7 separate regions of the Mus musculus genome follow, and regions 1, 2, 3, 4, 5 and 6 are each linked to region 7. A link is a contact called in public Hi-C and HiChIP or PLAC-seq data. All regions are on one chromosome and are shown on one strand. The core of a region is the stretch at or near the end of the contact, and the rest is flanking DNA. Distances in the headings are between cores, read along the strand shown. Region 1 overlaps Hdac9 (histone deacetylase 9). Region 2 holds the start of Tspan13 (tetraspanin 13). Region 3 overlaps Hdac9 (histone deacetylase 9). Region 4 has its middle 27 kb from the start of 9130015A21Rik. Region 5 overlaps Hdac9 (histone deacetylase 9). Region 6 has its middle 87 kb from the start of Gm40388. Region 7 holds the start of Snx13 (sorting nexin 13).

Region 1 (3,334 bases), core at 741-3,240, 610 kb before region 7:
ATGGCATTTTATATAATATCTCTGATGAAGTTGGGGAAACGAGGTCCCATAAAAGCTCCAAGAACACCATGTATCTTGTTGTCTGTCTGTATCTCAGCAGTCAGACTCTTATTTCACTGGTGGAAAGAAGTGAGCTACAGCAGGGAGGGCCTGGAGGAGTTAGCGAAGGCTTAGGCTTGTTTATAGTTCTTCCTCCCTTACCTTCATCCCCTTCTCTTCTTCTTTAAAAACAATAGAAAAAAAAAACAGTCTGAATTTCTCAAAATAGCTCTAGTTTCCATTTTATATTAAGCCAAATGAAATGAAATAAAGCCATAATCTGCTAAACATTTATAAATTCTGCACTGATATCAGATGTACTAGATGAGGATTCAAAACCATCTCTGGGTCCTCCCGGATTCCACTTGTTCATTCAACAAAGAAGAGGATCTTCTCTGCCCTCACAGTGGTAAATGCTAACCATTACTGAGCACTGCTTGCTCCTATTTACTTTGTAATGTTTTTTGTTTGTTTGTTTGTTTGTTTGTTTTCCTTAAGACCTTATTAGCAACTCTAGAGGTAGGCACTGTTGTACTCCTTTTTGTGGAGAAGAAAGCTGATATTTAGAGATTTCCAGAAACTTGTGGCTACACAACTGAGAAGTGGCAGGCCCAGAATTTTTGCCCAGTTCAGACAGAGAGAAAGAACTTGTGTGCTCTCAACCCCCCAGGATAAGAACAGCCAAACACAGAACATACGTGTACCAGAGCTTGGGATGGCGGCCCACGGAATGATTCTTTCCATTGGTTGGAGTGTCTTTTGTTGCTGATTTACTCAACAGGAATTCTTGAAGCTTCTGCTTAACCTCTGTGCTTGCCACTGCCCCTGCAACACACACACACAGGGACACAGACACTGACTGTGAGTTACTTCCTCTCGCCACTCAAGAATGCTCAACAAAGGTTATGAAGAAATATCACTGGCCACAGCATATGGTGCTTTCCTATTAAAAGAAAAAAAAATCTACACAGGCTTTAGACAGTGGAAGAAGTCTATCTTTTAACTGTTCCTTATGTTACTTTTTTTTTCCCTCAAAAATACCTTCAATGATTTCTTTGATCGTTTTTATAGGAAGGGAATTCAGCTAACTATCATCAATCTGTCTTTAAATCTAAAGAGAAGACTGCTGACAGTCGGGGCTGTCTTAATGGCACACGGCTTGCCAATTTTTTTATTTTGCTCTTTCTGGGGCTCTATGTTCAATCCCCAACACTTACAAAAGTGGATGCATGAATAGGAACAAAACACTAGTTTTTAATATTATTTTATCTTTCTAAAATTAGGGATCTTGGGGAATGTTGCAGATAGCTACAATACATTAAAATGATCTCCTAAGTTTCTTGTCTATAAATTCAACATTGTCTTAGAATTCATTTGAGTACTAAACAAATAAATTTCGTTGGTAATTTCAGTTCAAATCACCACACTTTAAACTTTGCAATGCCTGAGCCTGAACTGCCTGGAGAGAGGGCAATCATTTGGATCTGTCTCCCTCTTGTGGATCGATAGTTTGCAAGTGCTCTGCCTTGAGTCTTTCCAGAGTCTAAGTACACCAATACAGAACTGAGGCACACCCTGATGCTCAGAACAGTGTCTGCCTAGGCAGAAAGAAGGAAGAACTGAAAACACATAGATATTACTTTATTACTAGTAAACAGGCAGTCTTACACTCGGTCGCTTCAGCACGATTTTACTTTCAAAGCCCAATGAACCAGTCTGTGTCTCTGCCAATGCTGTGTTTATTTCTCATTAAACTCTGCAGAGCTAATGTGAACAGGCACTTTAGTCTATACGTTATTCTTTCCATTAGACAAGGACATTTTTGGCAAGTTTATTTTTCATTATTTATCAGGTTCCTTGCGACGGTCAGCTAAAGATGCAGAAGACAGTGTGTCTGTTACCCTGGTGCCTCTTACTTTCTCGTCCTCTATCTTTGCCTCTGAGAGGAGGAAGCTGCTGCTCTCTGCGATGCCTCTCTACTTCCTGTTCTTGCCTCTGCTGCTCCAGTTTCTGCTCCTTTTCTAGGAGTTCTTGCTGTTGTTTTATGGCTAGAAGTTCCTGTTGTAACTTGCGAGAAGAGAAAGACATGAGAGTGTGCAATTTCTTTAAGGTTCAAAGTCATCACTCACTGCCCCAAATTGCAATGTTAATCAGCTTTTGGAACTTGAAAGTATTTAGTTTGTGCTTCAACCACCTTTTAATGATTGAAATATGAAGACAGGAAACTAAAGTCATGATGGTTTTTATATCTAAACCAAGCAAGGTTTTTAGATGATTCCATTCCTTGTGTCTCCCTATCAACAAACATTACCAAGTCCCCACAGTCATCTGAATGCTGTTGGCTTGAACCTTTAGTTTCCTTCCCTGTGTACTTACAAAATGCAGGAACATACCAAGACAGAGACGGCCCACGTGTCTATTACACAAAGTCTGTCACACTATAAATAGACTACTGAAGTAATCAGTTCTTACCCTGAGCTATAGCATAAAGCTCAAGTGAACAGAAATGGTAAGGTGCGAGGTAATTTGGGGAAAGTCTACCTGAACTAGAACAAGCACTAAGACCTTTACCACCTCATAGAGACAGTTCTTATTAGAGTAAGGTAATCTACATAACCATATATGACTCTAGAAAATACAGAGGCTTCAGAACGGTCATCTAACACAGGAAAACTTCAGGAGTAGAAACACAGTTGCAAATGAAATCACTTCCACAAACTGTTCTTCCATGGACTGGTATTTGGTTTTCTGAATTCTCTGAATTTACTTCAAACCATTTATAACAAAAATATGAGGTTATTTGTTATGACCTTTTAAAGATATCACCTTCCCTACAGACCTAGAATATATATAATCTATATCAGAATATATATAATCTATCTATCTATCTATCTATCTATCTATCTATCTATCTATCTATCTATCTATCTATCTATCTATCATCTACCTACCTACCTGTATGTATGCATGTATCTCAAGAAAAGCAAATGTACCCAGTGAACAACAGAAGACTGGAGCCCTACTTAGCCTCTGGCACTGCTGGTCTGAGCTTTGACAAGATACTAAGGCTACAAAGAACTTCTGTTCATTAAAGTAAGACAAACAATAATTTCCCTTGGATCAGGTTCATAATTAATACATTTTTTTTAGTTTTGAATGATACAATTTCAATTATTACTATTTATAACTTAATACTAACTAAAGTATAATTTATCCTTTGAATATGAGACAACTAAAAACCTCTATTTTATAGCAAATAATAGAACAAAACAGAACAAAAATGAAAGGCTGTGTA
Region 2 (3,063 bases), core at 430-2,929, 1.0 Mb after region 7:
GAAATTGTTCAAGAACGGATAGGAATTTACAATATAGCAATGTGGTAAGCATGCCTCACACCGCACAGGTGAACTTAATATGAAACTTGACATGGATTTCCAGTGACAGGAGCTGTTTCGCCACCATGTATTCTAGAATTTTTCTGCCAAGTGTACCATTTGTGAGCATGTTGACTGGATTCCCAGGAACTAGCCAGAAAAATATATACACCATCGGTGCCTATGTCAAAGCTTTGCCATCATTTTCAGACACACACCAGAAAAAAAAAAAAAAGGTAAAATGACCCGTGACCTGGTGTCTCTGCTTGTCAACCACAAGCGGCCTCTCTTGTCCATAGATGTAACCTAAGCTGGCCCAGATGGCCTGGCTCTGCTAATGCAGGGAAACTGGGTTTGTTTTCAGGGTGGGTGCTGCAAGCACCAGATGTATTTATAGAAGAGAACAAGTCTCCGATGGAATGAGATGACCGAAAGGAAGTTTCTTCCACGCAGGAGAGGCAGCTTGTGGAAAGGTCTAGATTCCACAGCTTGGTTCCAGTCCAGACTCTCCAACTACCAGTTATGAAAACTTAGTAAAGCCTTTTTTGGTCTTTACCGTTATAAAATTTAGACAACTGCGCTTGCCACAGATAGATAACAAATTGACAAATGAAAAGGCTGGGGTGGTGAAGGTTTTCAATAAACATCACCTCAACTTCCTGCTGTCCAGCCACAATTATGCCTCAAAAAAAAAAAAAATCAAACTGAGTTTTCCATGTTAAAGCTGGAAGGCATATGCTGATACGTAGGGAGGAAAAAATAAATAAAAAAATAAAAACGACTTGGGTGGAGGACTATATACTGAAGGACTTCGCCAAAAATGGAGCTAGAATATTGATAAAGGGGAAGGAAGATGGCATGGGAAAAGCATCAGGCGAATACCTCACGGGCAGAAACATCAACAAAGAGACTTTATGTAAGCACGAAACAAACTTCGGAAGCCACGGATATCCTGTGAACCTGCTCTATGGCCTCCATTCAAAAGGCAGCTTTTAGAGCTGTGCCAGAAGCGCGCCATCCACAGGCCGCCTGGTCCATCCCAGGCCCCACTATCCCGCAAACCTGTCCCCTAAGCCCGGGCTGCTCTCCAGCCTCCGAACCTCCAGATGGGATGGCCAGCCGAAAGCGTGCGGCTAGAGGGATTGAGATGGAAACCTGGGGATGGATGAAAGAATGGGGAGAGTGGGAAGGAACGCGAAAGTGAAGGGCTGCAGAGAGCAGGGCGAGGGGCGAGCGCCACAATGAAGGACGGGCGGAGACTGCGACAAGCAGGCTCGGGGTCCCGGGCGGGGGCTGCAGGCGAAACTGGGGCGTGGGAAGCCCGCAAGGGGCGCGGGATGGGGCGCAGGCGAATACTCAGGCGGGGAGGAGGCCGACGGCCCCCGCAGGTGCCACCGGGCGCGGGCTACTCACGGTATACAGCAGGTTGAGCGCGCACAGGCAGTTCTTGGAGCACGAGAAGCCCCCGCACACCATCGTGGCGCGTGGGCTAGCGGGTGCCTGCGGGTCGAGGCGTCTTCCGCCGGGCTGGGCGAGTAGCTTCTGGATCCTGGCCTCCTGAGCCTGTGGCCCGGGCTAGGCTCGGGGCTCGGGTTCGGGGTTCAGGATCAGGGCTGCAGTGCCGCGCCCGCAGCGGCTCCCACCCGCTCTGCAACCTGCGGCCGCAGCGGATCCGCCGATCGCGCGCCCCGCCCCGCCGCCTCGTCTCGCCCTGCACTCTGATTGGCCACTGCTAGGGAACAAAGGTAGAGATATGCAAATCAATGCGCTCTGGGGTCCGGGAGAGGCGGGGCAGCTCAGCGGAGGAGAAGGAGGAGGAGGAGGAGGGGGCCCCGAGACTGTCTGGAGGGAGCCGGCCTCTGGCTCACGAGACTGTGGCCTCTGTATAATTTCCCCCCTCCCAGGTGAACAGCAGAGGGCGGGGCTCCACGCTGGCAGGAGAAATGACAGCACCTCTCTCCATTCTTGCCCTGTGGGTGACGTGGCACCATTTTGAATGAGATGATAAAACAAATCGAAGCACCTGGCCTCGTTTGAATGAAAGAAAGACGACAAGAATGAAAGATTTACAGAGAACAGGGAAGGGGGCAATGAAAGGAAAAACATCAGTGAAAGACTAAAAAGAGCAAATAAAAACTAATTTCTCTCGACATAGGTAAGAAAGGTAACCTGTAATTGTGACAGATTTCAGATCAAGAGGACTTAATCTACAGGGATTTTTGAAATACTAATAAACCTTATGAATACATATGTGCAAAATAAATCAGGAGTCTTTATTCTTGTAGTGGGATCCTGGGTTTTAGGGGCCTATTTTTGCATAAATACAAGCTAGGAAGCCTTTCGATAACAGATTCAATTAATTTATCATCACTTTTGTTTGCTGCATCTTCATCCTGATTCCTAACCTCTAACTAGATTATTAGAAGTATATCATGCACTATTTGACAGACCCCCTTGCATAGAATAAAGTGTCCTATCAGATGCACCAGTGCGCCTGATGGTTTTAAGGCACTCACTACTGGGTTCCAACTGTTAAGCGGCAGTAAAGGCTTGGTATTTTCTATTTGGTATTTTCTATCAAAAGAAATTCTACCAATAGGTTTTATAAAGAGATTTTTAAGGGCCTTAAGAGTTGGCTCAGCTGTTATGGCACTTATTGCTTTTACAGAGGACCCCAACACCCAAATGGCACTCACAACACCTGTCTCTCCAGTCCTGGGGATCCAGTGCCCTCCTCTGACCTTAGTGGGCATCAAGCATGCACATGGTACACACATGCAGGCAAAACACTCGTAAAATAGTAAAATAGATCTTTTAAAAAGCGATTTTCAAATTTACTGTACATTTTGAGCCTAAAACTTCTCACGGTTAGGTGAATGTATGTCAAAAAACAAAAACAAAACAAAACAAAAAAAAAACCCAAAAAAAACAAACATAAAAATCATTGACTTAAACAAGTTAATTAAATACCTTCTCTTCAAATACTCCAGCCTATTTGTACTTCCTTTAGAACTCACCATGCAA
Region 3 (2,946 bases), core at 428-2,927, 560 kb before region 7:
ACCTGCTGGCCACGTCTGTCTGGAGCTGCTCCTCTAACAATGTTGTCAGCCTTGGTTTAAATGTCCTTCATGCTTTGTGCACGTTTCTCTTCAAGCATTTTAATGAATTTTGCTAAGATGGCATTTGTATGATTGTTTCTTCATAAGGGGACCGAAGAAGGGAATTTCACAAAGGCAAGGGCTGAGAGAAAGTGTCCATCTCACCATGCCATACAACCACTGTAGACACACAGGCTTCTGGCACTTGCTAAAACATCTGCCACCTTCTCCCACCATTACATGATGAATTTTGCTTTTCTATGGGCTAATCACTGGAAGCGAGTGACTAAATTTTAAGGCACTACTATGACCATACTCCTGCAAGTGGAATTTATTGACATCCTCAAGAACATCAAAATCTTCATGAGAAAGGTGTTTTCCATCTGCCATAGCACATGTGCGACATGATGTATCAATCTGATCCCATGTGGCATTGAGGCTCAGATGAAGTTAGTAGCTATCAGTTACTAAGTGCAGGACTACAGTTCAAGCCTATGAGTATCTGAGTGCAAACGCATGCAAATGTATGCTCTTTCCTCCCAGAATACCTCTCCCTAACCTCAAAACAAATGCCACCAGAAGCAAAGCAATACATTCTTGTCATTGTTTTTTGAGTAGTCAACTTATAGGTGCCAACTTCAGTATAAGAACATGCTTAAAGTAGTGTTCTTACTTCTGAAGGATGTGGCTGTGCTGTGTAGATATTAGGAAATGGACAGAATCTGCCATTACTGGGGATTTTAGACAGCACAGATATATATATGTGTGTGTATACATATCACCAGGATATCACCAGGATCCGGGAGAGGACAGAATGAAAATTGAGGTCCCAGGAGAAGATGAAAGTCACTGCTGGGCGGGAAGACACACTTGGAGGCCGAACCCTAACACTACAAGGAGGTAGAGTGGGACATGGTAGACAAGTGTTAGAATATGAGAGGAAGGTGTATTTTCCATCTGTTAACACATGAGAGGCTTGTTGCAGATTAAGAACATGATTCAGTATGTGCAGAATAGATCAGGGTGACACTAGAGGCAAAGAACTCTCTGTGAGGACTGTGGATGGACAATATATGGCCCGCTGACCCAGGCCATAGAAAACATGGTAGTCCTCCTCTCTGCTCTTCGACTAGAGCTGAGATGCTCGTGTTGAAGCACCAGGTAATTTTAAGAGTTAGGATGTCTATGGACACAGAAGAATTTCTCAGCCATTAGTTCCATTGGCACTGTCATAGCATCTGGCTATACAGTTTAACTCAGCCTGGTTTTGCACTGCCTTTACAAGATCCTATATCTGGATGGTTTTCCAGGGCTTCCCATCTTCATGGCTGCTTTGGCTTTAATTTGCCATTTTAAGTTTTTTTCATTTTCACCTTTATTCAGGTAACACTAGAGGCAAAGAACTCTTGGCATTGATCCTGATGTTGATAAGAATTTTTAACATCCCCCGATTTTGTTATCTATAAAAATAAATTCAATTACCTTTTAGTGGCCTTTTAGTGAGTATGTAATTTTATTGTAGACTTGGGCATGATGAGCCCAACCACTGAAATAAATATTAGGGACAAACCTACTGACCCACAGTCTGCTCAGTCTTCTAACTTCCTCAAGCCTGCTGCCTTGCCCTGGCCTCGGCCACTGAGACACTGTCTTCTTCCTCTTCTAACTGCTCTGTAGCGAGCAGAAGAGGCCTCTTGTGAATGAGGTCCTACATGAATGTGTTTTGACATGAGCATGGCCTGCCAAGGACTCTGTTTGCCCCATGGTAAGCAGGTAAATCCACTAACCCATATGGACCACACTTAAGAGGGATGGAAGGGCTTTCCTTGGGAGTGTGATTGTGAGTGTTTATAAATAATTGATCAGTGTGTGAAAAGACTAGTGACTACAGCTTCCTCCTCCTGGTTATTTATAGTCTCAGACTGTTCACCTACAGAGAACTCATGCCCTGACTAGCTAATACCTCCTGCTGGGCTTCACGTAATAAACTGAAGTTCCAGGTTGTGGGAGTCCTGGAGAAAACAAGACCCACCTGATCTTACTTCCATTGAAGGAGTGTTTGTTCTTTCTTACCTCACCTCGCCTAGCCAGGGTACCAGGCCCTCAACTGTCAGGGGCAGTTTTCCATGGACCAGGTTTTGCCATTTATTTCGATTCCTTTAGCAAGACCACAAGGTTTATTACTTAGATTTCCACTTCTCTTCCTCCTGCTCAGAGTTTACTCCTTAGTCACCTTTACTGTTTTAAGTGACAAAGTGAGACATAAAAAGGAGACATATGGATGTGCATGCTTACTCGTTACAATGAAGATGTTTCCCCTACGATCATCCCTTTAGTTAAACTGCTGCAACAGAGGGGAGCAAATATGTTCCATATTTTCCACGGTGTCAGGAGGGTTAGGATTATGGGGAATCCATTAGCAGTGAGGTTATACTTTTCGGGTTAATGCATTAACATACCCAGAATATGTGTGCAGCCCTTTAGATAAGTAATATTTTCGGTTGTTGGAGGATTCTCTAGTCTATGGGTGTAGTAACTACAATTAACTTTATTAATACCTCCACAATCATACCATTATAACTTTACTGAGACTTGGGGAGGGCTTTGCCTGAACACTATTAGGCTAATGATCTCTTATTGCCTCAAAATACTTTAACACTCACACATATGTTTTCATTAGCACAATAGCATCTTGGATGCCCGGAATTTTAATCAGATGAATCACTCAATATGGTTTAAATTTCCACATGAGGAAAGGTCAAACGCTGGAACTGTTAGATATTAGCTATTTTAAGCACATTTTTTTCTTGAATAGACACATAGTTCTTGGAGTCATAAACAGAATATATGACAATGTAACGTTTCCTCACTGACTGTAGGCCATACTGGAAGTTGAATATTTTACTT
Region 4 (3,008 bases), core at 261-2,760, 620 kb after region 7:
ACATCTTCATATTACTAAGGTATATCAGGAACTATGAACACTGAGAAATGGTTCTCATATGCACTCGGCCTACGGTGAAATGTGTTGGTCTCTGAGGCTCTTCAGAATTGTAGTATTTTCCTTCTAAGGTAATTTATGGGATTTCTTCTCATTGAAACTTGAAATGATAGGATATTTATACTTTGGTTCACATTACATGTCCTTGCAGGACATTTCTTTTCATGTGGTTTGTTTAATGTAGGTATAGCATGTGTATGTGTCCTACAGAGGTAGAGGCTGGGCTGTGGGCTTTCTTAGCAGAGTGATGACACAGATGATGGACAATACTCTCAATGTGATGAACAAGACAGTTAGTATATCCACTCCTCAGTTGTGCAAAACGGAGATAATAGACTTGTCTTTGAGAGAAATCATGATTAAATGAAGCAGTTGGGGAAGAGGTAGGAATGTGTTCATAGTGCCTTGAATGTTCCAGCAATTCCTAGACAAAACACACACACACACACACACACACACACACACACACCAAACAAAAACCCCTACCTAATAGTTTTACTTCTGACATGTGACAAAACATCTTAATGAGAACTGGCATCCAAAGAAGCCACACTGCTTACACTTGAAGGTATCATGCATCTAAACTAAAACCAATATTTCTATTTTATCTTGAACTAGTATTATTACTACTACAAAGTATGTGTCTTCTGCACACTCTGTGACCATTAGTCCACAGTGGCCATTGCCTATACCCACTGCCTTCTATACACACAGTTTCACACAGGCATTGTGTTTTGTGGGAAGTGGACTAAAGTCCTGAACAATGACTACTGGTGACTGGGTGTGGCCATGTGAAGGATTCAGACCCATGGGGTGGCAAAGCCTTCCTTGGGTGAAGCTTAGGGGATAGCAAAGCCTTCTTCTGACCCAAGTGCAACATGTGCACAGTCATGTGTGTGGAACATGACCCTGTAGCTTCCTTCTCTGATGTTTACTATTGGACAGCCTCCCCACAGACACTGTGCCTACAGAGATTAGATCCAGCTGTAAACATCACCTCCTTGTTCAGTCATGTACAATAACCATGCTTCCCTGTTCAACTGTATACAATAAACATGGTGAGTTTCCAAGGTGCTGTGGCTTCTCCATCAGAGTCTAGACCACATGATTCCAGTTTTCCTGTGCATCTACGTGTCTATCTCTTCTTTGGTATCAGTATTTTCTTCATTCCCTTGCCACTCCAGTTAGGTCAACTCCTGGAGTCCCGCAGGCCAAGACTGTACTTTATCTCGGCAACTAACCAAGACCAAACTTTGAGAAGAAAAAAATACAACCTCCTAGACTATTACATCATCTATGGTGACAGCTGGGAAATAGCTGACTCTAAAAGATCAAACAGTACCTGGCAGGTATCATCATGGCATAGAATTCAAATATTTGAAACATTCCACAGAGGTCCTGTGAATTTAGTGCCAAGTTCTGTTGACACAGTTTGGGGACAGCAGAGTTTATCTAGGAAGCACGGAGCCCTCTGTCCTCCGCATCCCAGTGTTGGATAATTGTTAACTATGTGGTCTACTGCAGTTCTGACACAAACAGAACATCCATTGAGCAAAGTCTGTTCCCTTCAATGTGTCTTCAGATTTGAAACCAGGCTTCAAGGAGGTTAAGCATGTCACCACAGGTACTAGGAATTAGAGGAAAGGGAGTTTGAATTCAAATTTTTTTCCTGTATTCCAGGTTTGTAATCTCTCCATCTGCCACAGTGCCTCCTTCTTGGTAAAGAGCTAGCTATAGCAACACACTGTAGACTTCATCATCCATGTATATGACATGCTCATAAGAAAGGTACTTCTTGGGGTTGGAAAATGACTGAGGATAGAGCCCTTGCTGCACAACTTAAAGGCGTGAGCTTAATCCCAAGAATCAATGTGAAAAAGAAAAGGCTGGGTGCAGGTAGCGCATGCGTCAGTAACTCTAGTGCTAGAGAGGCACAGAGAACAAAGATCCCGGGGGCTTGGTGGCCAGATCATCTAACAGAAGCATTGAGCTCCAGATTAAGTGAGAGACATCATCTCAAATAATAATAATAATCGTGGTTGATGAAGACACACAATGTTGATGACTACACTCCACATGCACACGTCTGTTCACATCTCTTCACATGTGTGCACACATGCAGAAAGGTTGTGTGCCTCCTTATGAACTTAAGAGCTGTCACTTTTATAATGGTACTTGTTTTTAATTTGGAATTAATGAAGCATTTGAAACCAAATGAAAGTTTAGATGATACTACATAATATCCACCAACCTTTTACAGATATTAATATGTTGTCATATTTGTTTTTATAATTGTAAATTAAAATATAAATAAATCTATGCATCAACCCACTAACAGCCCATGCTGCCTTCCCACTCCTGGAGAAGTAAGTCTACTGAAGCTGCATCCCTGCTTCACACAGGTTGATCTTTAACCACACACACATAAGCGTGCTGTCTGCCAACCAGTTAAACTCTGGAGATCCAAGGACACAGTGTTTATTTTTATATGTACTCTTCAGAGTTTTAACTCTAATACCAAAAACAGAGCCTAACATTTGGTAGATACTCTAGGAATACTTTAAGTGATTAAATACTAGAGGTATTCATATTTTTCACTTTCTTTTTTTCTCTTTTTCTTCTACTGAAAACAGGTTTTTTTCATACATATTCTAAATATGGTACCTCCTTTCCCGACTTTGATAGTCTCTCCTGTTCCCCTTCCCAGCAGAATCCACATGCTCATGTCTCTCCTCAGAAAACAACAAGGCATCTAAAGAGTCATAATATAAAATCTGATAAAACAAAACAATACAAACAGAAGAAAAAGTCAAATAAAAACACAAGAAACACATATAGATGCAGAGCTACATACAGTAATCTCTTCACAAAACCAGATGCCAAAATATATACACAAATGATCTGTAAGGTAATAAGGGGAAGTGGGGAAGGAGGGAGAGACAAAGACAGAG
Region 5 (2,984 bases), core at 284-2,783, 850 kb before region 7:
ACCCTCTTCATGGCTTGGAAGTGTTCACTCCCCAAGCCTTTCCTTGATCTTTGAATTTGTTCTGTGAACAAGCTCTCTGCTGTAGTCTCTACAAGGGCACTGATGGATTCAATGTAGGGCCTGGCCCTTAGAACCACTCGTAGTCCTTATTTACCACTCAAAGGTCCCATCTCCAAGTACCACATACTGGGTTTTAGGGATGAGCATATGAATGGTGGAGTACACAAACACTCAGTGTACAAGAGTACTTACTGGAAAATGAGTTAGTATTTCAAGTGAGCTGAGGACACTATGACTCTTAAGTTTTCTGATCCAAGCTGATCTCATGATCATGATTGGAAAAATTCTATGAAGATTCTCTTACATTTCTCTAAGAAGAGAGAGATGCTAGAGAGTAGGTCTTAGTTCTGTCTTCCTAATGCTGTTCTCTCTGACTGCTTATTGTTTACTTAGGGGCAGCTATATACACCATGGTCTTAGAGAGCTCCTGTCCTGTAGCCCCTCTACACAGAATACTCAGAAAGAGTTTAATTGTCCACAGGACCATGCATATTATTAGAACACTTTTATCATGTTTATTTAAAAAATGCAAAATACACTTAAGTCTGATGGTATCACTCATGGATTGACTATTCAAAGATAGGATACAAGGGGCAGGAAATGATTGAGGAGATTGCATGTCCTGTAGCCTTCCTAGCACAAGCAAATCTCTGAGAGCGCTAAGAATGGATACTTCTTTATTCATGCAGATGCATACTCTGTCCTTACCAACTGGTGGCAAGTAGTGACCCCATCACTACTCAGTGGGTCCTGGAAAGGGCGCTTCCATGTTTGTTTGTTTGTTTTTTTTTTTTTTTCTATTTGGCTTCCGAATGGAATGGGAGGCATTCTCTTTTGTGGAACCTCTTTGTGAAAGAGTCTGAAAATGGGGATTTCATTCTGTAGGCTCTCCTGAGGGGTCTTTATTCCTCGGGGTGTCTCCCAGCACAGGAGGGCTCCTCACTGATTTCTCTACTTCAAAGGTGCATCAATAATAATCCTCCTTATTATAGATTCCGACCTGGCCTGCTGCTATGATGATTAATTGGGAGGCATTGTCAAGTTTTGTTTTTCATTTTATTTTTTATTCGGTTATATTGTATGGTGTGGAATTATTTTTCTCTTCTGCTGGGGGAGTGGGAAGAGGCATAGTGAAAATATTTAGAGAAGTAATCATTTGCTTTAAAAATGGAAATCGGGCTTCTGTGTTGTGAGGAATGTATGTACATAACACTGAAACTTAACACTGGTAAATGATCTGCCTACCTCAAAGTGAAGCTGCTGCCTTCCTACAGTGGCCTTTAACCCTGCCCTTTCCTCCAATCTGAGAAGAGCTGATGTTGATGGAACATATAATGGCCCCTTTCCTGTGTAGTAAAGTCAGCAATAAAGCTTAGTAATTAAGGGTACCAGGGAGGCCCAGCCCAGCAGGCTAGCGGTGTGGCGAACACTTTCAGAACTTCAAACAATATCAAAGTCACTGAGAAATGGGCCTAGCTCAGTTCTGGTTTGAATTAAGCCTCACTTCCACACGCACTTTTCAAATCCAAGCTCAAACAAGAAAGCCAAGGCCTTCTGGATTTCATTAGAGCCAATTATCTTATCTGTTTCATCTCAGGCCTGACCCTAAGGCTGGCAAACAGCTATTCAGTGCATTTGTGTGGTTGTTTGAGAAAGCCTCCAGTCAGCCAATGGCCCGAGGACCTGCTAATTAAAACACCGTTGCCCCCCTGCCTCTAGTGATTAAATATTTTCAAGCTTTTGTAAATAATTTTTCCATTCTTTGCCCCAAGCCTCAAAGGTCCAATACATGCAGTAATTTATTTAGTTTGTCAGAGAATACTGTTGGAAATAGGGTCATAATGGGACCTTTGGAAACTTTTATACGTCTTCATACTTCTGAAAGTGACAGTTTATAAACCAGCCCAATGTGTATACTGTTTCTGATGTAATTATGTCCTAATGGCCTTTCTCCTTTTGAAGTAATATAGTGTATAACAGGCTTACATTTTGTCAATAATCATATTTCCTCAAATGTCTACTTGATATCTAGAGTCAGAATTTAATGAGATCATTTAGGGCCTAGAAATTGTATCAAGGTACTTCGGCTTTTCATTTTTTGCTGGAGGCTGGGTCACAGCCCTAGATTAGCTCTGGAAGAAGACAGCTAAACAATGAAAAGGCCTCTTACTTGCTGTCTGTGAGGACCTGGTGGCAAACACTGAACTTTCTCCAGAGTCAAATCCTAACAAATTCGCAAGCGACCAATGTGCCGGTGAAGCTATAAGAGAAGGGCTATTCAGAGAGAAGAACCTCAAGCATTAGAATCACTGAATTCAAAATACTCCTGGGCCTAATGTGTGCTGGGAAAAAAAATCTGAGATGAAGTTTCCTGGCAAACAGACTATGAAGAATCCGAAGACAATAAGGCCTATCTCTCCCACTCAGATATACACTGAAACACAAAAGGGCCTGGTAAACACTCCGAGAAACTCACATACTTCATTGCCTCCCATGATCCCAGGGCCACGTGCAGAGAAGTGTATGTGACTGGAAACAAAATCCCCTACAACAGAGGCAGACAGAGCAGATGACCACAGACAGACACCGTTCTCGTCTCCTGGCTGGGGCACAGCCATCCTCAAGTATGGCTCTTACAGCCAATCCAGTCACCTTTTATTAGAGGAAAATAAAAAAAGGAGAATTTTGTTTGTTGTTGTTGTTGCTCTTTTTGAAGTATTACAAGAAGAAATTTCAGCTCATTAGCTGCATCCAGTGTGCATTAAACACACCCATGAAAAGGAACTATTCCGCTGAACAGCTCTGCCTCTGTTGTTCTTAAAGTGACACTTTGGTCCTACTCTAAATAATGGGCTTTTAATAAAAACATTCACCAAAGGCAAACAATTAAACAATACATAAAGCACCAGGGGGCAGCCTTGTGG
Region 6 (3,010 bases), core at 151-2,650, 790 kb after region 7:
CTGACTAGCCTCAGTCCTCTGCAAGTGCTTCCCCCAGCAGGCGTGTGAACAGCATTATCAACAACAGCCACAGTTAACTGGTTTTCCCTGAATATTTCCTATACAATAGGGACTTTGTTCCAGTTTCTTTATATTTCCATAGCCCTTACACAGTTGTAGCTTTGAAAATGCATCTCTTCTTTCTTTATTACAAATTCTGTGTAGGGTGAAACAGAACAGAACATATATACACCTACCACGAGTGGCAAGTGTAAAATTCCTCCTCCTTTCCTTTGCCATGTAAATTAAATAATAATTAACTTTAGATTAATTAGATCAGGGTCCTTACTAATCTTGGAGAACTGGTTGCCTTCAGAGTTGTTCAAAGATCACGTTCTGGGGAACAGAGAAATTACTAACTGATGTTAACTTCCTTCCAAATATTATAAACATGCCGTTCCTCATACTCCTCTCAAACTAATTGATCCATGTCCCATTCTGCTGTTCCCTTTCCCAGAAGTGCAGTCATGTTCTGATCCATTTTCTCTGGGTTGTTTATGGACTGAGATGAGGAAAAGAAGCAGAGAAATCTTGAGATTAGTTCTCCTGGAGTCTAATCCTTTCCTGGGATGTCTACTCAGAGCTCAGCCTCTTTCAGCAGCACTAGTAAGCAGACACTGGAAGGCTTTGCTTAAGAATGCTTTCACCCCACCTGCTCTATAACTCTTTTGCCACCTATGAGGTCATCTACTCCCTATCCTCCCTCCCCCTGTATGTGGGGGTGGGAAAGATCTGCAATGCCCCTGGCAACAGTCTCAGTAAAAGAGTTTGGTTGAGTTGTTTACTATCCTTGAAGCAACACTAGACAGGAGATGAAAACAGAAGAGGTGAACTGGAGTCATGCACCCAACATTAGAAAAGAAAAGGCAACGTTCTAGACAAATCACATGGCTTGGGAACAGGGCAAGGACCTAGCAGGAAAGAAAATTGCTTACTAAATGCTCCCTCTTGAAAACTTACAGGAGAAGATTTTTCAAGAAGTAAAAGATTCATAACCCTATGATTCAAGAATCTGGAAGTGAGTGTGACTCATTCTGGTTGCAAGGCAGAGAAAAGGCTGTTCTGACTGAGTAACTAGCAATCTCTAGAGAGGAGCAGGGAAATGAGGAAGCTGAAGAATGCTCTGTGGATACACAGACCACAGGAACAAAAACAAACAGAAAAGTAGGCTAACAAGACTAATTTCCAGATGAAACATCTCTACATTTTTATAGTCAGTAGAGCGGCTTTATTCGTAGTTTTTGCAGCAAAAACAATGGTCAAAAACAGGAGATTTATTCCTTAGGGCAAATACAAGACCAAAGGATATAAGGAAAGAATGCCTGTGGGCTGGGGCTATAGCTCGGTGAGTAGAATGTTTGCCTGGAATGCACAACACCCTGAGCTTGATCCCCTTTAATCCCAGCACTTGAGAGGTAAAGGCAAGAAGATCAAAAGTCAAAGAGCATCTTTGGCTACATGGAAAGTTGGAGGCAGACTGAGCTACATGAGACATTCTTAAGAAAGAGAAGAAAGGGAGGAGAAGGGAGGGTAAGAGAGGGGAGAGGAGAGGAGAAGAGAGGAGAGGAGAATGCCTACTTAGCCTCTTTCAGTCATGGGAGAGATGAGTCTGCATCACCAAGTAGCTGTTCTTATCCTAAGTAATCTAAATCAATTTCACTAGCGTGAAAAACTAACCTGCTCAAATATTGTATGATTTGTTCTCTTACTGCCATCTTGTGAAGTTCTAGACAAAGTGGATGACATTATCTCCATAGAAAATGTCTTATTCCTTCCTAGAAGACAGAAGCCATGGATGGAGTGCCAGCGGCTTGCTGCACCTTGATACTGAAAGCCAAGTACTAGAATACTGAGGAGCACAACGTCAACCACTGGCTTGCTCCTCTTCTGGAACTTGTTTGCCTCTGGGTGGTAAAAGGGTAACATGTTCCCCGACTTAGAACCAATTTTAACAGCATTGAAAAATGTAGATCCAATTCTGTATCAGCTTATCTTAAACCAACAAGATAAGAGGAGAGAGACATTTCGTCAATACAGTCAAGGGTCTGATTTGGCTGGGCCTGGAGTGGGGAGCAACCCCACATCCTCTAGGGACTCTTAAGATCATCAAATGGCTTCACATTAACTGCATTTCCTAGTAGAAAAAGTGCAGCTTGGGCAAGCAAGAGTTCTCAAAATGTGACTCAATGATAGTTTGGTGGGGACAAAGAAGGAAACGCTGGGAGAATTGGGGCTTGGGGTTCTTTTGTTTTGTTTTCAACCTCAGCAGGGTCTGAGGGCACAGTCTCTGTCCAGATGGTGTCTCTAAAAGACAGAAGATGTGAGAAGCACAACCGGTTCCTCCAGCTGCTTGAGCAGACCTGAGTCTCCAGAAGTACATGACACATAATGGGGTCCGACATACCAGAGACACACAAAATGGTGCCAAGCCCAGGGCATTGCCTGCTTCCTGCCCTCTGTCCACAAACACACTGCTAGGACATGCTGTTCCTCACGTACACCCTCACATTACACAGTTGCACACCATTCAAGATTATTGGACTATAGCTGACTGAATGAAGTATGTATACATATGCCAGTGAAATCCTGAATTAACCTAGATCTGCACTCTGGTGCTGGTCTCCAAAGTCTTCTTCCCAGATAACTCATTGTGTCTTCACCACCCTCACCCTCCATGCTACTAGAACAACTCCCCACAAAGGTCTACTTTAGAAATGGTGCTTTGTATAACAAGTTCCAGGACAGGTGATTGGAGACTTCTAAAAATGGCCAACTAGACATGAGTATCTGGATGCCCTGGAGATTTGCAGTTGTACAGAATTATCTTTACTTCTTTGCTTTGATAAAGACGGTTATTCTGTGGATTTTCCATCAAGAGTTTTATCAATATGGTTTGTAATGTTATTTAAGAAAAATGGGAAAATGGTTCAGTGTTTCTACAATCAGGTAAAATGTAAGTGATTGGATAACC
Region 7 (3,013 bases), core at 290-2,789:
TAGTTTGTCACCTTTAAAAAAGGGAAAACATCTTATACAAAAGGAAATTGATGGAAAAAGTGGAACAGAATACCCAGGGAAGCCACCTAAATTACAGTTTTAATTCAATAGTCGGTATTTTAAACATTAATGAACCTTCTGCATTCTTATTTACAGGATGGAACAGTATCTTCTTTCAGGTTCCTTGTTGTCTCTTCTCTTGGTTTCTCTCAGTATTAACACAGTTTGCATTTTCCAATCTTGTTTCCTATTTATAGATTAATCTGCCAGTGCTTCAATTATATTTGGTTGTATTGCAGACGTTAGAATGCACTTGTTCCAGTAACAGAAAAATTATATATATATAAGTTGCCCAGTAAAAAACAAACAAAAAAACCCAACTTTGCTATAAACTCACTGAATGGAGCAGTCGGGGCTTTTCTTCAAAGTCTGTATGACATCTTAAATGAAATTTTATTTTGGGGGACAGAACAGAATAGAGATAACACAGGGTTTGTAATGCACTTGCTTTATTCACTGTGGTGAGAATGAGTACCTCCTTAAATTACATTTAGCACAATAGTACCATTGTTAAGTGCAGATTCCATCACAAAGGAAGTAACTACTGGCTTTAGTTTTCCACAATTTCTTTTATAAACTTTTTCTTCTTCTTTTTTTTTTTTCCCGGTAAGAATGAGATACAAGTGTTTTATTTTTCAAGCCCAAACACTTCTCAGTTTCACTGTAAATTGGTTTGTAACAGCAGAGGCATGAAAAGAAAACTACTTCACGGGCAATTCAGGAAGAAGCGAGTGATTTTTACTGTCATTCCTGTAGAAGTGGACCGAGATAGTTGTCACGGTATCAGCAGTTCTAGCCACAGAACTTCGGAGTTCAGTCTCATTTTATTCGTAACTACTTACAGAGACACATGCTGAAATGCGTTCACTGTGATATATAAACATATATATATATATATATTTTTTTTTTTTGAATTCCCAATAAAGCCATAGAGACTACAGCTACCGGGCAAAAGCTGCTTGATTTTTAAGACTATGAAAGAAACACTAAGCCTTCAGGCTTGAGCAGGTTCTGGCCAATCAGCAAAGCAGTAGCCCTTAACTCTGCCAGGATCGGGGTGAAGGCGATCTGCCCTGATCGCGTCTACAACCTGTCGCGCACCCAGCACAGGACTTACTGAGCGCTGGGAGCAACAGAGGCAAGTTTCGGCCGAAGTTTCGGAATGAGGCGCGGCGCGGGCGGCAGTTTCAGGTCACCGCGCTGCGGAGGGGACCGCAGCCGAGTGTCCCGAGCACTCTACGGGCTCCACAGGGTCGGGGAGACGCGAGATGCCAGTTTCTCCGCCGGCACCCAGCCTCCGCTGCGCCACCAGCCCGCAAACCCGCCACCACGGTGGCCCGGGATCCAGCCCGCAGAGGAGGTCCCGGGTCGCGCGCGGCCCAGCCCCCGCCGCCGACCCTGCGCGCGCCGGCGCCATGGAGACAGTCACAAGACGCTCGCGCCCGGCGCGCCAGCCAATGGGAGCGCACGTCGCGGGGAGACGCGGACGTCGCTCTTCCAAGATGGCGGCGCGTCCGTCGCGAGCAGCCGGGCCGGGGGGAAGCCAGCGAAGCCGAGTAAAGCCGCCGCCCGGGACAGGACTGAAGCAGCAGTTGCCGCCGTTGGCGGCGGCCCGGGCAGTTTCCGCTGCTGCTACGGCTATTGCCATGCGGCGAGGCTAGGGAGGACCTCACTCCCCCGGGGTGTAATGATGTTAACAGAGGTAAGCGGCGCCCACTGTTTACCTGAGAGGCGGGTGAGCGGCCGGCGCCAGCCCGCCCGTCACCGACGCCGCTCCCGGCGCTGGGCCCGACCGGAGCCGAGGCCCGGCCGGCCGGGCTGGCAGCCGCCGGGTTCCCACAAGTGCCACCGAGTGGGCGCGGTGCTGACTCGGCAGAGTTCCACCTCCTCCTGCCGCCGCTCCCCTTCGCCCGAGCTGTCGCTCCTTCCTGGAGTCCGCTCCGCCTGCCCCGAGGCGGTCGTGGTCCCCGCGTCCCGGTGCTGGCCCTTGTCGGTGTCCCCGGCTTGCAGGGCCCTTCCCCTCCCGGCTGGGTCGGGTCAACCTCCTGGCGGTGGCAGCCGGCCTGAGCCCTACATTGGCTGCTCCGCGAAGTGAGCCAGGTTCCTCCAGCCACACTCGCTGGCCTCGCGCCCTCCTCCCCTGCCCCCACATCCCGTCACGTTCCTTCAGTCCCTGATCCCAAAGTTCAGTTTGGCATCCACCTTCCTGACCCGCGGATGGCCCCCTTGCTTCTCTCTGTGGGAACAGTTTTTCTCATTTGACCTGAAATGGAAGTAGGGCAGCAACGACGAACCAATCAGTTTCCCCTTCCTTAGTGCCCACTGTCCAGTGCAAAAACCAGACGTTTGAAGAAGTAGAGTTTGCCTGCACTAGCAGTACTTTAGGGGGAAGAACTTAATCGGTGCAGCTAGTTTAGTGACCAGAGGTGACATAGCTGGGCGAATGGTCTATTGCAGGTGTTGGATGTCTGACGCTTGTAGATTGGATAAAATCCCAGAGGCTGCTCCCTTAAGGTTCTGTGAGGATCCTAATGTCAGGGACCGGTTTGAACATCTTTGGGAGCTGATGTGAGGGTACTAAACCACGTTGATGGTCACTGGGAAGCAGTCCTACACGGGCCAAAAAGGACATTTTGAAATGGAAACATTGGAAACAAGTGGATTTTACTGTGTGAAAAGCGATGGCACAATAGGACACACTGGGTTCTCCAAGTTTTGGGAACTCGTCTAACTAAGTGCCTTGTACCTTAGTATCTGTTTTCATCTGTGCCCAGATTCTGGCAAACACGACGTGCCTGGGAAACCCCTATTGGTTGATTGTTAACTTAGGAACTACACATTTCTAGGAGTTAGACGTTCACTTTACGTTTCCTAATTCTACATATTTCCGAAGTTACTTACATTGTCACAGACTATGGTTATACATTGTCCTTAGTTGTGGATTTAAAAAGCA

What was found. A called contact is a pair of places that touch in the nucleus more often than the background predicts. HiChIP or PLAC-seq counts read pairs in DNA pulled down with a chosen protein or histone mark.
Region 1: a contact with region 7 is called in an H3K4me3 HiChIP or PLAC-seq map of bone marrow-derived macrophages, with 4 times the contacts expected there. The contact joins the enhancer-like site here to the promoter of Snx13 in region 7. A contact is called at or near these places in 3 of 39 promoter capture datasets (the C10 cell line, hippocampal neurons and pre-B cells), 8 of 115 datasets of contacts at active chromatin or transcription factors (the 230-238 cell line, astrocytes, bone marrow-derived macrophages and 4 more) and 1 of 9 other capture datasets (adipose tissue).
Region 2: a Hi-C map of cardiomyocytes shows a contact between it and region 7, with 4 times the contacts expected there. The contact joins the promoter of Tspan13 here to the promoter of Snx13 in region 7. A contact is called at or near these places in 1 of 39 promoter capture datasets (pre-B cells), 1 of 484 Hi-C or Micro-C datasets (cardiomyocytes), 3 of 115 datasets of contacts at active chromatin or transcription factors (effector CD8 T cells, microglia and thymic regulatory T cells) and 1 of 9 other capture datasets (liver).
Region 3: a contact with region 7 is called in an H3K27ac HiChIP or PLAC-seq map of microglia, with 9 times the contacts expected there. The contact joins the enhancer-like site here to the promoter of Snx13 in region 7. A contact is called at or near these places in 4 of 39 promoter capture datasets (the 3T3-L1 cell line, the C10 cell line, hippocampal neurons and 1 more) and 5 of 115 datasets of contacts at active chromatin or transcription factors (astrocytes, bone marrow-derived macrophages, cardiomyocytes and 2 more).
Region 4: a contact with region 7 is called in a Hi-C map of liver, with 2.6 times the contacts expected there. The contact joins the enhancer-like site here to the promoter of Snx13 in region 7. A contact is called at or near these places in 2 of 39 promoter capture datasets (both in liver) and 1 of 484 Hi-C or Micro-C datasets (liver).
Region 5: a contact with region 7 is called in an H3K27ac HiChIP or PLAC-seq map of extraembryonic endoderm stem cells, with 4 times the contacts expected there. The contact joins the enhancer-like site here to the promoter of Snx13 in region 7. A contact is called at or near these places in 4 of 39 promoter capture datasets (the C10 cell line, hippocampal neurons, pre-B cells and 1 more) and 3 of 115 datasets of contacts at active chromatin or transcription factors (astrocytes, bone marrow-derived macrophages and extraembryonic endoderm stem cells).
Region 6: a contact with region 7 is called in an H3K4me3 HiChIP or PLAC-seq map of bone marrow-derived macrophages, with 5 times the contacts expected there. The contact joins the enhancer-like site here to the promoter of Snx13 in region 7. A contact is called at or near these places in 4 of 39 promoter capture datasets (the 3T3-L1 cell line and liver) and 3 of 115 datasets of contacts at active chromatin or transcription factors (the NIH/3T3 cell line, bone marrow-derived macrophages and microglia).

What each region holds. Positions count from the first base shown.
Region 1 is chr12:34,431,126-34,434,459 of GRCm38.p6, forward strand. Hdac9 (histone deacetylase 9) reads right to left here. Exons shown (of 28, transcript NM_001271386.1): 6 at 1,956-2,106; 7 at 738-864. Among named protein-coding and RNA genes, the nearest start is that of Gm51984, 220 kb to the left of the region's middle. Within about 2 kb of position 1,991, at least 39 of the 459 cell types and tissues checked have an H3K27ac peak or open chromatin away from gene starts, as enhancers often do. A contact at or near this core is called in adipose tissue, bone marrow-derived macrophages and microglia, where this site is marked.
Region 2 is chr12:36,040,799-36,043,861 of GRCm38.p6, forward strand. Tspan13 (tetraspanin 13) reads right to left here and starts at 1,680. Exons shown (of 6, transcript NM_025359.3): 1 at 1,453-1,680. The coding sequence starts at 1,515.
Region 3 is chr12:34,484,479-34,487,424 of GRCm38.p6, forward strand. All of the region lies in intron 4 of Hdac9 (histone deacetylase 9), which reads right to left. Among named protein-coding and RNA genes, the nearest start is that of Gm51984, 270 kb to the left of the region's middle. Within about 2 kb of position 1,678, at least 33 of the 459 cell types and tissues checked have an H3K27ac peak or open chromatin away from gene starts, as enhancers often do. A contact at or near this core is called in bone marrow-derived macrophages and microglia, where this site is marked.
Region 4 is chr12:35,666,436-35,669,443 of GRCm38.p6, forward strand. No RefSeq gene overlaps it. Among named protein-coding and RNA genes, the nearest start is that of 9130015A21Rik, 27 kb to the right of the region's middle. Within about 2 kb of position 1,511, at least 9 of the 459 cell types and tissues checked have an H3K27ac peak or open chromatin away from gene starts, as enhancers often do. A contact at or near this core is called in liver, where this site is marked.
Region 5 is chr12:34,198,703-34,201,686 of GRCm38.p6, forward strand. All of the region lies in intron 23 of Hdac9 (histone deacetylase 9), which reads right to left. Among named protein-coding and RNA genes, the nearest start is that of Gm51984, 15 kb to the right of the region's middle. Within about 2 kb of position 1,534, at least 27 of the 459 cell types and tissues checked have an H3K27ac peak or open chromatin away from gene starts, as enhancers often do. A contact at or near this core is called in extraembryonic endoderm stem cells and second pharyngeal arch cranial neural crest, where this site is marked.
Region 6 is chr12:35,832,396-35,835,405 of GRCm38.p6, forward strand. No RefSeq gene overlaps it. Among named protein-coding and RNA genes, the nearest start is that of Gm40388, 87 kb to the left of the region's middle. Within about 2 kb of position 1,401, at least 100 of the 459 cell types and tissues checked have an H3K27ac peak or open chromatin away from gene starts, as enhancers often do. A contact at or near this core is called in bone marrow-derived macrophages, where this site is marked.
Region 7 is chr12:35,045,650-35,048,662 of GRCm38.p6, forward strand. It overlaps Snx13 (sorting nexin 13), which reads left to right and starts at 1,540. Exons shown (of 26, transcript NM_001014973.2): 1 at 1,540-1,762. The coding sequence starts at 1,748.